4 separate regions of the Mus musculus genome follow, and all the other regions are linked to region 2. The links are chromatin contacts, called in public ChIA-PET, HiChIP or PLAC-seq and promoter capture Hi-C maps. All regions are on one chromosome and are shown on one strand. Each heading gives the region's core, a stretch centred on a gene start, on an enhancer-like site or on the middle of the called end of the contact. The rest is flanking DNA. Distances are from core to core; before and after follow the strand shown.

Region 1 (3,474 bases), core at 549-3,048, 250 kb before region 2:
CACTGGGCCTGTTCTGTTCCTGTTCTCGCAACTATCAGGCCCTCTAGGGACTCTTCAGGTACTGAGAGTTCTAGAAACTCCTCGGCATCTGAGGGGTCCAGGGGCTCCTGGGGCACCCGAGGCTCCAGAGTCTCCTGGGGAGGTGGATGCTCAAGGGGCTCCAGCTGTGATGAGGTCTCCTGGTATTCTGGAACCGTCTGAGACTCCTCATCATTTGTAGGGTTGTGGAGCTGTGGACTCTGAAGCTCCTTGAGGGCTGGGGTACCCTGGTTGTCTGTGGGCTCCGCCTCACAGACTGCTGGGAGATCATAACCCCTTGGGGACGCCTGGGGCCTCTGGGTTGCTGGGGACTCCAGAGCCTTCTGGATCTCCTGGGATTCCTTGACTGCTGGTGGCTTCCAGGCTGTGGAATCCAGGGCCTCTGGGGGCTCCCAGGATTCCTTGACCATTGGAAGCTCCTGAGGTCCCCAGTACTCCTTGGACTTTGGGGGCAAATGGGGCTCCTTGATCTCTGGGGATCCCCTGAACTCTGTGATGGCTGAGGATTCTCCAGACTCATTGGTCTCTGGGGGCTCCTGGGGCTCCTTGATCTCTGGGGGTTCCCTGAGCTCACTGATGGCTGAGGGTTCCCTGGGCTCTCTGATCTTTGTGGGCTCCCCGGGCTCTGTGGTTGCTGGGGGTTCCCAGGGGTTCTGTGACTCCCTGGCTGCTGGGAACTCTGGGGACTCTGGGGGCTCTTGGGCCTCTGAGGGCTTTCGGAGTGGTTCATGCTCTTTGACTGCTCCGGATTTCTGGAGCTCTGGTATCTGGGCCTGGAGGGCAGCATTTTCTTCCATGAGCCTTTTCACTTGAGCCTGCAGAATTTCATTCTCCAATTTCAGAGTAACATAGGAAGCTGCTAAGTCCTCTACCATCTTTTGAGGAAACGGGCCTGGTTTGGCAACTTGCTACCAAGAGAGATTGAGTAGCTGCTTGTGAGGTCTTTGCTGAAAGCGGCTCACAGGCAGACAGACGTCAGGCTCCGTGACTTTTCCAAGGGGTGGGGATTTGGACCCAGCCAAGGCTGATTATCAAGAGGTCACTGGGAGCCTTAGAGCTCAGCACCGGGAAGTGTGAGACACACTGTGAAGAGAGAGGGAGCTGAGGATCAGAAACTGTGGAAAGCACTCATTCTATATAAATCAACAAAATCTGTCCAACTCTGCTGGCTTTCTTTTACCACAAGCTCATGTTCATGAACTGGAGTATATTTATTTGCCCTGACCTCATGACATTTTACAAGCACATGACCCAGACTGTACATGTCAGTTTGCATTTTTTGAAACTTCACACTATATCAGAAACAATTGCCCCATATGCCTTTGTTTTAAGTCGTTTTTAATTTCTAGTGTCTACCTAATATTTCAATGTAACATTTGGATGTTAGCAGCTGCTTTCAGCGACCAAATCAGATGTTTAGAGCGCTATGGGGATTTTAGGTTTGGGAGGACTAACACAAGAGATATTTTGAGTGACTAGCATAGGAATTGGGGGTGGGGGTGCTCTTTCTCCCACCTCAGAAATCATACCACACAAGTAACCACACACAATCAGACACGGGAGAAAGCAAGCAAAAGTTGAATAAATAAATAAATAAATAAATGAGCATACATATATACATATTAAGCAGGCACATGCATATTATTTATAAAATGCTTCAAAATAGTTAGCAAAATCCTCTTTATAGATGTACATTACCATTTAGAGATGTAGGGCTGGAGCTCTGCTGTCTGCATAGCCATCGCTGAGGAGAGAAGTGTGTGAATGGCTGCGGAGGCTTGCCTTTTCTGCACACACTGAACTCAAACAAACACACCCACTCCCAGAACACGTTCCAACTCTCCTCTGTAACGTAGCTATTTTGAGTATGGAAGAGTGGTTTTTTTTTTCTCTCTCTCTCTCTCTCTTTTGACAGTACCTCACAGTTCCGAGCTAGAAGGAAAGTAGGATGCTGCGCCAATGTGAGGCAGCTTCGTGCACTCAGTCCTTGGTTACTTTAATAAATATTTGGTCAGGAAATTGGGAGTAATACCACTGCCCTTGTGAAAAGTTGCAAACATTTCTGAATGACCGCAGTGGTTTGGGATTTGATTTTTTTATGTCTGTTTCACGTAACTTACCCGTACTCTATCCACACTGAGACGTTTGTTTAATTCTTACTTAGAGAGCAAACTACAGCCCCCTCAGTCCTTCCTCCTGTCTACCTACTCAGTCCCGAGTGTCCCACCTTGAAATACTTTTTTAGAATCTTCACCGTGGACAGATCTAGGAAACTTATAATAGAGTAAGGATGTCAGAGAGGCAAACTTTTGATTGGCTATCTTGTAAAAAGCACTTGGCTGATTGTGAATATACCTGCCCAGGGTTCTTCCGCCCACCTGAGCTGCTCAGGTAGCTCCTGACAGCACATGGATGCCCTACTTTTACTGGTCTCTTTGTTTTCTCATGCCAAATCATAGTTTTATGCTAGGCATAGATCATATGGCCATTTAAAGCAAGGATCAGAAACAACTATTTTAATTGCAGCAATGAGTTATATAAGGCTACTTCAAATCACGCAATTCAGCCATGGTCCCAAGTCTCCTTTAAACATGGTCAGTTCCACTTATTAGCATAGTGGAATAAATCCTGGAGATAGAATAGGCCTAAACCACAGAAAATTGACTGCCTAGGCTAGCTGAATCTGAATACAGAGGCTTTAAGAAGAAAGTAAAATCATGTGCATCTTTAGTTTGTTCTGTACCTATCTTGCAATTATTTTAAAAGTAAAACATACATAAAAATATCACCATTATCAGACAATTTATTCTATTTGTGTAAAAACTTTCAGAAAACTAAAGCATTCTTTCCCATTGAGAAGAAATAAAAAGACATTTAATAATGCCTTCACCAATTAAAAAACAGAGAGATAGTTATAGTTATGACATTTGTTTTATTTTCTTATCATTAATGAGTGGACAGTTTGAGACATAGAATAAACTATTTAAGTTGTCTGATAGCCATACTTATACAACTAACTAGTTTTACTGTTGTGATGTTTATATGTCCCTGACAGTTATTGGGAATTATAAAGCAATCTATACCCAAACTAAGGTTCTTCAAAGTGCTATGTTTTCTAGAATCTTGTTTATATATATATATATATATATATATTAATATATATATATATATATATATTAATATATATATATATATATATATATATATATATATACAATACTCATTTGCTATTAAATAATCCTCCACACCATTCCCTTTATGCCCATCTACACTAAACTTGCACAGATTTGGTAATTTTCTTAGTCCTTCTAAAATTTAGAGTTCAAACCTCAGTTTATGCAACTGTGAAATGGAGCCAATAACAGTATTTAACTTTGCAGGAGTGGTGTGAATAATCAGTAAAATATCCAAATATTATAATCCAAACATTCAGGA
Region 2 (3,455 bases), core at 371-2,870:
AATTGTCTGCGAAATGAATGTGGTATGTGGTGACACTGGTCACTTGTCAGGAAAGGATTTCTTTCTCCTTCTATCCCAGGCTTTGGCCTCAAAGTTCAGCAGATCTTGAAGTACATATGTATTTTTCAGAGAAGGATAATACCTTAGAAAACTGGCTCACAATGCTCATACTCGCAAGGGACAGATTTGCAACAGGACGCCAATTTAATAATTTATAGTACAGAAAAGAACTGCCAAATGGACTGAGATGTGTGTTGGCCTGTCAGCTTAGTCTCTTTTCAGTAAGGATGCCAAATCAAAAAACGAAATTAACAACAGATTGGAGCTGGATAAATCTATGCAATCCGAATTAAGAAGAGGACTGCAAGGTCAAGCTTGTTTCATTACATAGTTCAGCCAGGAAGAATACCCTATTTTGTTGCCAATCCTCACAAGTCATGGTCCTATCATCAATCAGCCCAGACTCTTAGTTTCTAATGCTAAAATCATTTCTTTTCCATCCCTCAACGCCCCTGTGACTTTTTATTGGACATCCCTGAGTGCTGGGCCTAGCTCCACCTAGATCTCTAACGGTTCTGCTTTTCTAAGATGCATTCGTTGCAAAATGAGCTGTTGCAGTTCCAGGTTGCCCTCCTACAAAAACGTGGTCTACTATTTCCTTCTTTCACCAGTCTTATCTGTGAATCAAAATGCTACTCTTTGACCTAACCCACAAGTATTTATGTTTTTCTTCCTTACTATGGTTATTACCCAGAAAGTTTGTTGCAGCTGCAGGCTGCAAAGTCTAAGTGTGGTTCTTTCACATGCCTGTAGAGGTTTGTACTACTTTGTAAGTAAGCCTTGTTTCTGAGATTTTTTTCTGAAACTTAGCTGAAAGTGTTGTTTCTATGTGTGTAGTATTTACTTGCGTATTTCTGACAATTCCATAGACATTGTGAAGAATCATTGTGAAGACTCCTATTACACTAGAGGCAGATCTGTGATCAATCACACTTTTCTTTTACTTACATGTACATTCCTTGAGAATTCATTTATTCACCCACTTGCACACTTTTCACTTAAACATTTGTGAAAATACTTTATGTACAGTACAAAAATAATCTAGACATAGCCTTTGCTCTCAGTATGATGTAGTTTTCAGTATAGCAAAGGCACAATAAATAAACAAAACAAGTTAAGTACACATTAAAATGTGAATCTAGAAATGGACTGATAGAGATGAGGATGATCTAGATTGAGTGGAAAGTTTAAACTGAGAGAGTCCCATTGTTAGTTTTGATATGTATTTTGAAGTTTGCCTCCCAAAATTCAAAGAGCAGCAGCTTCCCAGGTCTTAGGTAAATTTTCTTTATATTTGGCTTAGAAGTCTTATCTTGGCCCCAAACCTACTGGATTTAGTAAGAAAAACATTCGAGTTGTGGTAGAAGGAAATAAGGTAGGTAACAGTTAAGAAGACAAGGACGTATTAGCTGTTTGTACAGCACAAACGAAATAAAGAAGAAATCACACTTGATTAACGTCATCTGCTCAAGGGACTTACCTACGTTCTGTGCAAGCAAGGTTTCTGTGGTGAGACATTAATGTGCTCTACTTCCTCTTTCAACATTATTTTTCTTTCAGTTATCAGCAGGATATGTGCTTGCTGCCCAGAGTTGTACCTTTTTACTCTCATCTCTTTGCAAATATACAAGACTCTATCCCAGCTCAGCATCAGGGTAAGTTCTAGCCCAGCACCTGTAACTTTGTGGTTCTGTTTGGGAGGATTGGTGGAGAAAGAAAGATCTGGACTGGGGCAGATGTGAAGGCCGTGTTTTGAATAAAATGGTCTTTGGTTTCCCATCTCAGGATTGTTACAGAGGGAAGAAATGTGATTGTCTTTCAGTCTAGCCAGAGTTCAAAGTGAAGTATAATGTGATCAGCTTCCACTGTTACAATAGCAGTATGAAGGATGTGATGCAACTCACTGCTTGCTAAAGGGGCTTTCTATACAGTTGACAAGGAGTAGTGGATGCCACAAAAGGTAAGTACAGTGTTGCATTTAGTCTCATTTGGAACAATTTGACATACTTAGTCAATAAAAGAGGATTTGAACTTGTGCTGTGTGTAATTTATCTAGTTACATACAAAAAATAATCTAGGTTTGAGCTCTTAATGGTAATCTTAGCTTACAGAGATACTGGGACAAATAGTATTTTTTTTTTTCTCTAGCATGAAGGAAGACAGTCTGATGATTTATTTTGGAGCTAAAAGGTCTATACAGATAAAAATTCCTTATGATACAGTCAAATTATCTGAGACAGTGAGATGAAGCCACTTAAGAACATTCAGGTAATTAGTGGCAGAATTACAGCTATGAACTGTGTCTTAAAACACATGTTCATTTTTCCTTACAGAAGACTGTGTCTTTCAGTAGTATAAAACTACCTATGACCCGTTTGATTGTCAAAGTTTGTTCAGAGGTATTCCTTGATTCATTGTTGTTCTAACTTCAATGCTTAGAGATAGCAGAGTTCAAATGTGAGACACTTATCTTTTCAGTGAATGCACTTTAGAGTGGAGCTAGCAGTAGTGAGTCAAAAACCAGCTTCTCTAGGGATTTCTTCATGGCAGACTGTGTGCTTGGATAATCCCAGAATTAGTCTACATACAATGATGCCGACTTTGCTCAGCTTCTCAAGAGAAGAGAGTCTCGATTTTTAGAATTCTTCAAGTGGGGATATTTTTGTTTTGCTTGTTTAAATAAATGCAGGGAGTCATTGTTATAGTTACTAATTAGAGAATTTATGCAAAACTAAAATACAGGGTACATGGGTAGGCGTTATGCAAATATACTTAGGGTTTCTAATTGTCTAAACTATACGGATTATCTAGGCCATAAATTTAGGACAGTTGCTTTTTATAATGTTTTTTGCTGAATCCAATTGCTTCTTTGGTCAAACACAGTTCTTTTTAGGGCCTAATTGAAAAAGTTGTTCGGTTTGAACTGTATGGACTATTAAATCCAAGTAGTGAAAGAACAAAGAACTCCAAGTGAATAAGCACAGTTTTGGGGGAAGTTTTGGGGTGGTACTTGGTGGCTGTGTTTGAGATAAATAACTTGGGGTTCTATGATGCTCTTGCCATGGTTCTAACAAAGAACACAGATATGTTTGCTGTGAAACTACAGTATGGACAATTTTCCACAATCAGGGCAATGGTTGGGTGGGGAGTTCTACAGTGTACTTTAATTAAATTATCCCAAAATTTTACTTGAAGTTCATATCAGGATTTGAAAGACATTAGTTCTTTCAAGAAACAAACAAACAAAAAATTAATGAAAGCTTGCTGTTGTAAAGAACCAATCCTGGACTTAGAACAATCTACTCATTGCATTGGTACTTTGTAACTATAGTGTATGTTGTCACCAAGAAGAATGTGGACATATATACTTTTAGCACTTTTATTAGAACAATGAT
Region 3 (3,417 bases), core at 641-3,140, 240 kb after region 2:
CAGATGGCAATGCTTGTAGCCAACCATGGGGACCCCGAATGGAGTCCTTAGGGAAAGGACTGAAGGAGCTGAAGGGGTTTGCAACCCCATAGGAAGAACAACAATAACCAACCAGACCATCCAGAGCTCTCAGCAACTAAACCATTAACCAAGGAGTACACATGGAGAGACCCATGGCTCCAGCCACATATGTAGCAGAGGATGTCCTTGTAGGACAATGAGACGGGAGGCCCTTGGTCCTGTGAAGGCTTGAAGCCTGTGTAGGGGAATGCTAGGGCGGTGAGACAGGAGTGGATGGGTGGATGGAGAGCACCCTCATAGAAGCAGGGGAGGGGATAGGGAGTTTGTGGATAGGAAACTGGGAAGGGAAATAACATTTGAAATGTAAATCAATAAAATAAACAATAAAAAACAATTGGTGAAGAAATTTTAGTAATACAGACACTCATTTACTCTGATATAGGTGTGAAATAAATGATGTGGATTTTGCTTTAAAGTTCACATCAGCCCATGAAAGGAGCATACACTTACTTGCTAGCTTCCATAAGTCTGTAATCACCTATAAGCATTTATTGTCACCCATGATTTCTTATGGTACTCTAGAGGCAACCATGTTCCCTGGAAACTGGTATATCAGAATTTTTTGAAATATTTAAACCTCATACTCATCAATTTAGAAATAATTCCAAAATAGAGAATAAAAGTTATTTGCCTACACTGGATAGTGATAAAGATGATGATCATGATTATGAAGAAGAACAAGATAACAGTGGTGGTAGTATTTAATATTTAAACCTTACTATCCTGCTTTGGACCAAATATATCATAATTCATTAAATTTCCACATGGCCACATAAGATGTATGGCCTATTGCTATAAAAATTTTATAAAAAGAAAAATATTGATACAAAAAGGAAATTAAGTAAAATTTCCAGTACACTACTTATTTGTACAAACAACTACTAGTGATCTGAGCTGTAATTAAGATCCTTGGCAGTCTGTCTGAGCCTAGCAGGTGGCCTGAGGGAACACCTTAGTTAGTGCTAGTGCTTAGTTAAACCAGAACTCAAAAAGAAGTTCTTAACTACATGACTATTGTTTTTCCTCTCCTGTGTTTTGGCCAAATCAGAAGTTTCCTTGTACTACCAAAGAAATGTGGTGACTACTTTTAAAGGTTTATGTGCAAAGATAATGGTGTTTTTCTAGAGATAAGTGTGTTGATGCAGGCTGCAGCCAGCAAAATCTGCTTAACACACAGAATCCTTAGAACCACACAACTTCATTAAGGGAAAAGCATTAAATCAAGGGGATGAGTCTGTTGGGGGAAGAGTTTAAAGTTGACTTTTAGTCAGAATGACCACTTGACATACACAAAAACATGTCATTTGTCATTGAAGAAGAAAGCCAGAGCTAGAACAACTCTTTTGTGAGTTGGTTTCTGTATGTCTCATCTCAAGATCTCTTAAGCGGCTGTTTCCAAAGACACCCACACTTCAGTTTCCCAGCTTAACCACATTCAAACAAGAACACAGGTCTCGCTTGCGGCAGCTGTGAGGTGTTGTACCATGTGTCTAACAGGCATGGCTTATCTGCCTTCTATGTATGCAGCAGGGTTTAGGTTTGCATTTTTTTTAATGTAATGAGACATTACCTGAAAGACTCCTAGGAGTTACAAATCTAAAAATAAAAAGAAAGAAACACACACACACACACACACACACACACACACACACACACACGCGCGCGCACACACACAGTGATCTACAGGAAGCAAGGCAAAAATGGAAAAAGAAAGAAGAAAGGAGGAGCAACTGTTTTATGTCTTGGGCTGTTGGGTGGGGGTGGTGCTTGACTGTTCCACAAGTGCAAAATGAAAGCGCTTGCTTTTATGCTCTGGCTTTGGGTCTCTGGGGACCCACAGGGGAAGGTGGTAGATATTGTGTGGGAGTCTGTGAATACACTGAAGAAGTCTAAAAAAAAATCAATGAAAACTTAAGTCATGAGACTTCCTCTCCTCTCCTCTCCTCTCCTCTCCTCTCCTCTCCTCTCCTCTCCTCTCCTCTCCTCTCCTCTCCTCTCCTCTCCTCTCCTCTCTTCTCTTCTCTTCTCTTCTCTTCTCTTCTCATCGACCTCCTTTTTCACTCTCTAAAGTATTTGTACATACCCAGAATAGAAAATATAATGGGTTACGCACACCTCCCTGAATAAACAAATGCACAAGTGTGGAAGGATTTCTTTAAATTCAATGTAATCAAATAAAAATTATCCCAGACACAGGTGAAACCTGATTTCATGATGAAAAATTCTGTGTGTGAAAGGCGTACAATCATCAAACTTATGAGTTGGGGGGGGGAGGGTCTATCATTACATTTTACAGATAAAAAAAATAGAGGCATAAACATTGTACAACTTGACAGAAGTCACAACTGGGAAAAAAATGAAAATCAATTTTTGACCCCAGACAATCTACCAAGGTTGGGGCTTTTAGCCACTACAATTAATAATGACTCTGAGTATGAGTACAGGAGGAAAAAGTTGAGTACTAATCTATCTTGAGGTTTTGTTTTCCTCTACTACATCTGGTGGAACCTTTTGTTGTTTTGGTTTTTTGTTTGTTTGATTGTTTGGGTTTTTGATACTGTCTTTTGTCTGTGGATAGGTAAGTTGGATGTAAGATATTGGAGATCTTTTATATTTAAAGTTAGTGTAAATAGGCGTGTTTAAAAGCCATCATTATTTACTGACGCAATGAAAACTTTATAACAAACTATTCAGCAGCAGACTATTCCTTTGGCTTTAGTCATTAACTGTTAAAACAATGCATGGTCTGGAGCATACATTGGAATGTACTTCTTCAAAAAGAGAAAAGTGATGTTCAGAATCTTTTTTGGATAGCACTACTTCAACCACGTTTTCCTGGTTTCGTCTTAGTTATTATGCCCTGCCACAGAGAAACAATCCTGTATCCTACAAAGGGCTAAAACCAAGTTTTGACTGCTAGTGTACAGTTTGCTGTTGCCAGAATAAAGTATATTTTTACTTTTATAATCTTACACTTGCATATTGTATTGACATCATTTCCACTTTTTCAGGTTTCCTTTCCAATTTCTATAATTTCTTGTTTATTTCTTAGTATGTTTTGCCCAGTGAATTTTTCCTCAGCTGGTGGAGCCTCTACAAATTGTCATGTCCCTTCTTAAAGGTAACTCTGGACAAGAAAAATCTTATCACTTTTCATCAATTTTTTTCTTCAAAAATTACACTCAAGGAAATTGGAAATGTGTGAACTAAGCATGTTTACATTTTCATTTCAATACTTACCAAGGAAATACAGTAAAGTTACAGATAAAATGAAAACCTAGAGACAGGCAATTAATTCTGCTAGAAATTTTTTCTATTTTTATTACAATTGTAATG
Region 4 (3,258 bases), core at 180-2,679, 140 kb after region 2:
GTGCTCATAAGATAGAAGTTAAATGCTGGGAGAGTCTGTTCAAGAAAACCAGGAATTATACTGTACTTCTCCCACTAGTAGAAAAGAGATTTATTCCAAAACAAACATGTTGTCATCTCTACCTTTGTAAGATGACATAAGGCTATGATTACTGAAAGCTGTAGATCATAAAGACAGCTTTAATGGGTCTAACATTTTTGGAATAGAGGTGTGATGGAATGTTTATTTTCAACTTGACAGGCTCTGTAATCAACTAGGAGATAAGCCTGTGAGGGCTTACCTTAGTTGAGGTGGGAAGACCCATCTTGAGGGTGCCACCATTCCATGAACATGTGCTCCAAACTAAAAAAGGTTGAAAATGAGCTTTCATTAATGGATCTCTGCTTCTTGACCAAGGATACAATGTGAGAACAATCTCATGTTCCTGCCACCAGTAACTTCTCCATTGCCATGATAGACTTTATTTTGGTATTATGAGCTAGAAGCCACCCTTCCCTCTTTAAATTGTTTTTTTATCAGGCATTTTCTTAGAACAAGAGGACAACTAGCTCATAAAAGAATGAAGACTTAAAATCTAAGAGTCCTGTCATAAAGTGAAGATTTTGGAAAGGATCAATTAAGGGACAACAAAATAGGAGATGCTTCAAAATTTCATAGGCAGAAAGAGGAAATGAGACAACTTTGAAAAGCTCTCTGATATTGCAGTGACTCTGGAGATTCAGAATATGTATGCCTATACTACTACTTACTTTCAAAGCTTCCCCAAGCCATACAGATCATGAAGTAAACAGTTAAATGTGTGAAGGGCCAAATGCCAACTAAATAATAAACTAATAACCTAGGAATTAAAAATAAGATCACATTCAACTCTGGCCGTCTGTAAGGCTACATATGCCCAAAATAGTTAATAAAGAGTCAAGATCTCTTATAAACAGCTATGAAGTAGTCATCTGAGCTACTAATCCCAGTAAGAAAGAACAGCAAAATAAAGCTTACCTAAATTGTTGACAGGTTTCCAAGCCACATGCTTACATAAAATGTGATAAAGAACAAAGTCCAGCTGACTCTGTGTATTTAATTATACCACTGATAATTAAGTGGTTTATGCTAAACAAGCGAGCCAAAATTGAAGAAATCTGATTCAATGATGTAATAGTACAGAGAACGATCTGAGATGGGACATCAGATACTGACAAGTCAGGAGAATCACTTTTCAGACACAGAAGTCAAGTTATTGAGCATAAATTGCTAACCAAACAAATAACATTAATAATTGCCAAAAATGGAGGATACTTAGTAGCAGTATTACTACAGAATATGACTTCTCTTGTTTTTAGAAGTACCAAAATCAAGACATATAGAGACATAATAAAACATAACCCATACACAGGAAATGTGACTCATTCTCAGGAAATGAAGCAAACTTTAAAGAAATCTGAGAGGCTAGAGAAATGAAATGGCTGAGTGGTGAAGAACAAGTACTGTGCTTGCAGAAGACCTGAGTTTGTTTCCCAGCAGCCATGTCAGGCAGCTCACAACCGCCAGTAACTGTAGCTCCAGCAGATCTGAAACCCTCAATTGGCCTGCATGAGAACACTTTTACACATATATTCACATATACACACAGGCACATACATATAGATACGTGCATAGACACACACATATAAAAATAAAGTCTTCAAAAGCAGACATTTGGCAAAACCGAGATTTCGGACTTTGTAGACAAAGGTATTACAGCACCTATTTTATGTATTTACAAATAGTAAAAACTGCTCACAGTAAACCAATTAAGTATATATGGAATAAAAATTCTCAAATGAAAACTAAAACAACTAAAGTATGGCATTTATTAGAGGAGAACAAGAATACATTTGCTTTCAAATTAATATGGAAGGGAACTGGAAAGGAGGATATCATTTGAAATCTAAATGAATAAAACGATTAGTACAAGAAAATCTAAAACAAAATAACAAAATTAAAGACAGACGAATACTGGCTATGATGTATAATGAACAGAAACAAAATGTATGAGAAAATAAGTAAAGTCTTGGGTAAAAGTGTGAGACATGTAGTAGGGATACTAGGAATACAGGAAACAGACAGGGAGTTAGGAAAAAAATAAAGAAAGAATATCTATGGATTTTATAAATTTTTAAAATAATTGTCTAATTTAATAAATACAATGAGTATCAAATGGAACAAGTAGAAAGAACTCTACCAAAGAGTCATATCATAGTAAGAATGTTAAGAGCTCAAATAGAGAAAATACTGAAAGTAGCAAGAGGATGCAGATACAGCCAAAATCTGATGAACAATGGAAATCACAAGAAGTGAGATGAATTATTCAAAATGTGTAAAAACATGTATAAACTAAGAGTAAGTTATATTCCACAATAAAAACCTTCAAAAATAGACTTAAGGCATTTTAAGAAAAACTGAAACAGATTTACTTGCTAGAAGACATGGTTAAAATGAAGTTTCAAAGATATTTTAATTTGCATTTTCTTAATTGCTAATGATGATGAACACTTTTTGAGTATTTCTTGGCCTTTTTATTTCTTCTATTGATAACCCTTGTATAGATCTTGTCTTAGTTAGGGTTTTAACTGCTGCAATGAAACACCATGACTGAAAAGTGAATTGGGGAGGAGAGGGTTTATTCAGCTTACATTTCCATATTTCTGTTCAACATCAAAGGAAGTCAGGACAGGAACTCAAACATGGCAGAAACCTGGAGACCGGAGCTGATGGCGAGGCTTTGGGGGGGTGCTACTTACTGACTTGCTCCTCATGGTTTACTTAGACTGCTGTAAGAATAGAATAGAATAGAATAGAATAGAATAGAATAGAATAGAATCCAGGACCACCATCCCAGCAGTATCTCCATCCACGATGGACTTGGCCCTCCCCCATAAGTCACTAATTAAGAAAATGTTTTACAGAAAAATGGAGGCTTTCCTCCTCTCTGATGACTTTAGTTTCTGTCTAGCTGACATAAATCTGTCCAGCACAGATCCCTTGCTTATTTTTAATTGGGTCATATGTTGCTTTAACGTTTTGTTTTGTGAGTTCTTTGTATATTCTGCATATTAACTCTCAGTCACATGTATATCTGACAAATATTCTCTCCCATTCTGTGGGACTTCTCTTCATTCATTTAACTGTTTCCTTAGTTTTGTACAGAAGCTTTTAGTTTTGCAAAGTCCCAGTTATCAACTGTTGGCCATGATTCCTTGGCAAATGAAGTCCTACTCAGAA

Evidence for each region. ChIA-PET counts read pairs in DNA pulled down with a chosen protein or histone mark. HiChIP or PLAC-seq counts read pairs in DNA pulled down with a chosen protein or histone mark. Capture Hi-C pulls out chosen DNA fragments and counts their contacts.
Region 1: a contact with region 2 is called in a promoter capture Hi-C map of liver. The contact joins the promoter of Rtl3 here to the promoter of P2ry10 in region 2. A contact is called at or near these places in 6 of 39 promoter capture datasets (the 3T3-L1 cell line, the C10 cell line, embryonic stem cells and 2 more), 2 of 115 datasets of contacts at active chromatin or transcription factors (the SCID.adh cell line and large pre-B cells) and 3 of 9 other capture datasets (adipose tissue, liver and pancreatic islet).
Region 3: an RNA polymerase II ChIA-PET map of effector CD8 T cells shows a contact between it and region 2, with 7 times the contacts expected there. The contact joins the enhancer-like site here to the promoter of P2ry10 in region 2. A contact is called at or near these places in 8 of 484 Hi-C or Micro-C datasets (CD4 T cells, CD8 T cells, Th1 cells and 3 more), 4 of 115 datasets of contacts at active chromatin or transcription factors (CD8 T cells, effector CD8 T cells, memory CD8 T cells and 1 more) and 2 of 9 other capture datasets (adipose tissue and liver).
Region 4: an H3K4me3 HiChIP or PLAC-seq map of the 230-238 cell line shows a contact between it and region 2, with 17 read pairs. The contact joins the enhancer-like site here to the promoter of P2ry10 in region 2. A contact is called at or near these places in 1 of 39 promoter capture datasets (pre-B cells), 3 of 484 Hi-C or Micro-C datasets (CD4 T cells and Th17 cells), 3 of 115 datasets of contacts at active chromatin or transcription factors (the 230-238 cell line, effector CD8 T cells and memory CD8 T cells) and 2 of 9 other capture datasets (adipose tissue and liver).

Annotation. Positions count from the first base shown.
Region 1 is chrX:106,838,741-106,842,214 of GRCm38.p6, forward strand. Rtl3 (retrotransposon Gag like 3) reads right to left here and starts at 1,799. Exons shown (of 2, transcript NM_199468.2): 1 at 1,738-1,799; 2 at 1-1,122. The coding sequence starts at 914.
Region 2 is chrX:107,087,713-107,091,167 of GRCm38.p6, forward strand. P2ry10 (purinergic receptor P2Y, G-protein coupled 10) reads left to right here and starts at 1,621. Exons shown (of 3, transcript NM_172435.4): 1 at 1,621-1,715; 2 at 1,846-2,020.
Region 3 is chrX:107,324,376-107,327,792 of GRCm38.p6, forward strand. No RefSeq gene overlaps it. Among named protein-coding and RNA genes, the nearest start is that of Gpr174, 70 kb to the left of the region's middle. Within about 2 kb of position 1,891, at least 63 of the 459 cell types and tissues checked have an H3K27ac peak or open chromatin away from gene starts, as enhancers often do. A contact at or near this core is called in CD8 T cells, Th1 cells, Th2 cells and 3 more, where this site is marked.
Region 4 is chrX:107,223,627-107,226,884 of GRCm38.p6, forward strand. No RefSeq gene overlaps it. Among named protein-coding and RNA genes, the nearest start is that of Gpr174, 31 kb to the right of the region's middle. Within about 2 kb of position 1,430, at least 15 of the 459 cell types and tissues checked have an H3K27ac peak or open chromatin away from gene starts, as enhancers often do. A contact at or near this core is called in effector CD8 T cells and memory CD8 T cells, where this site is marked.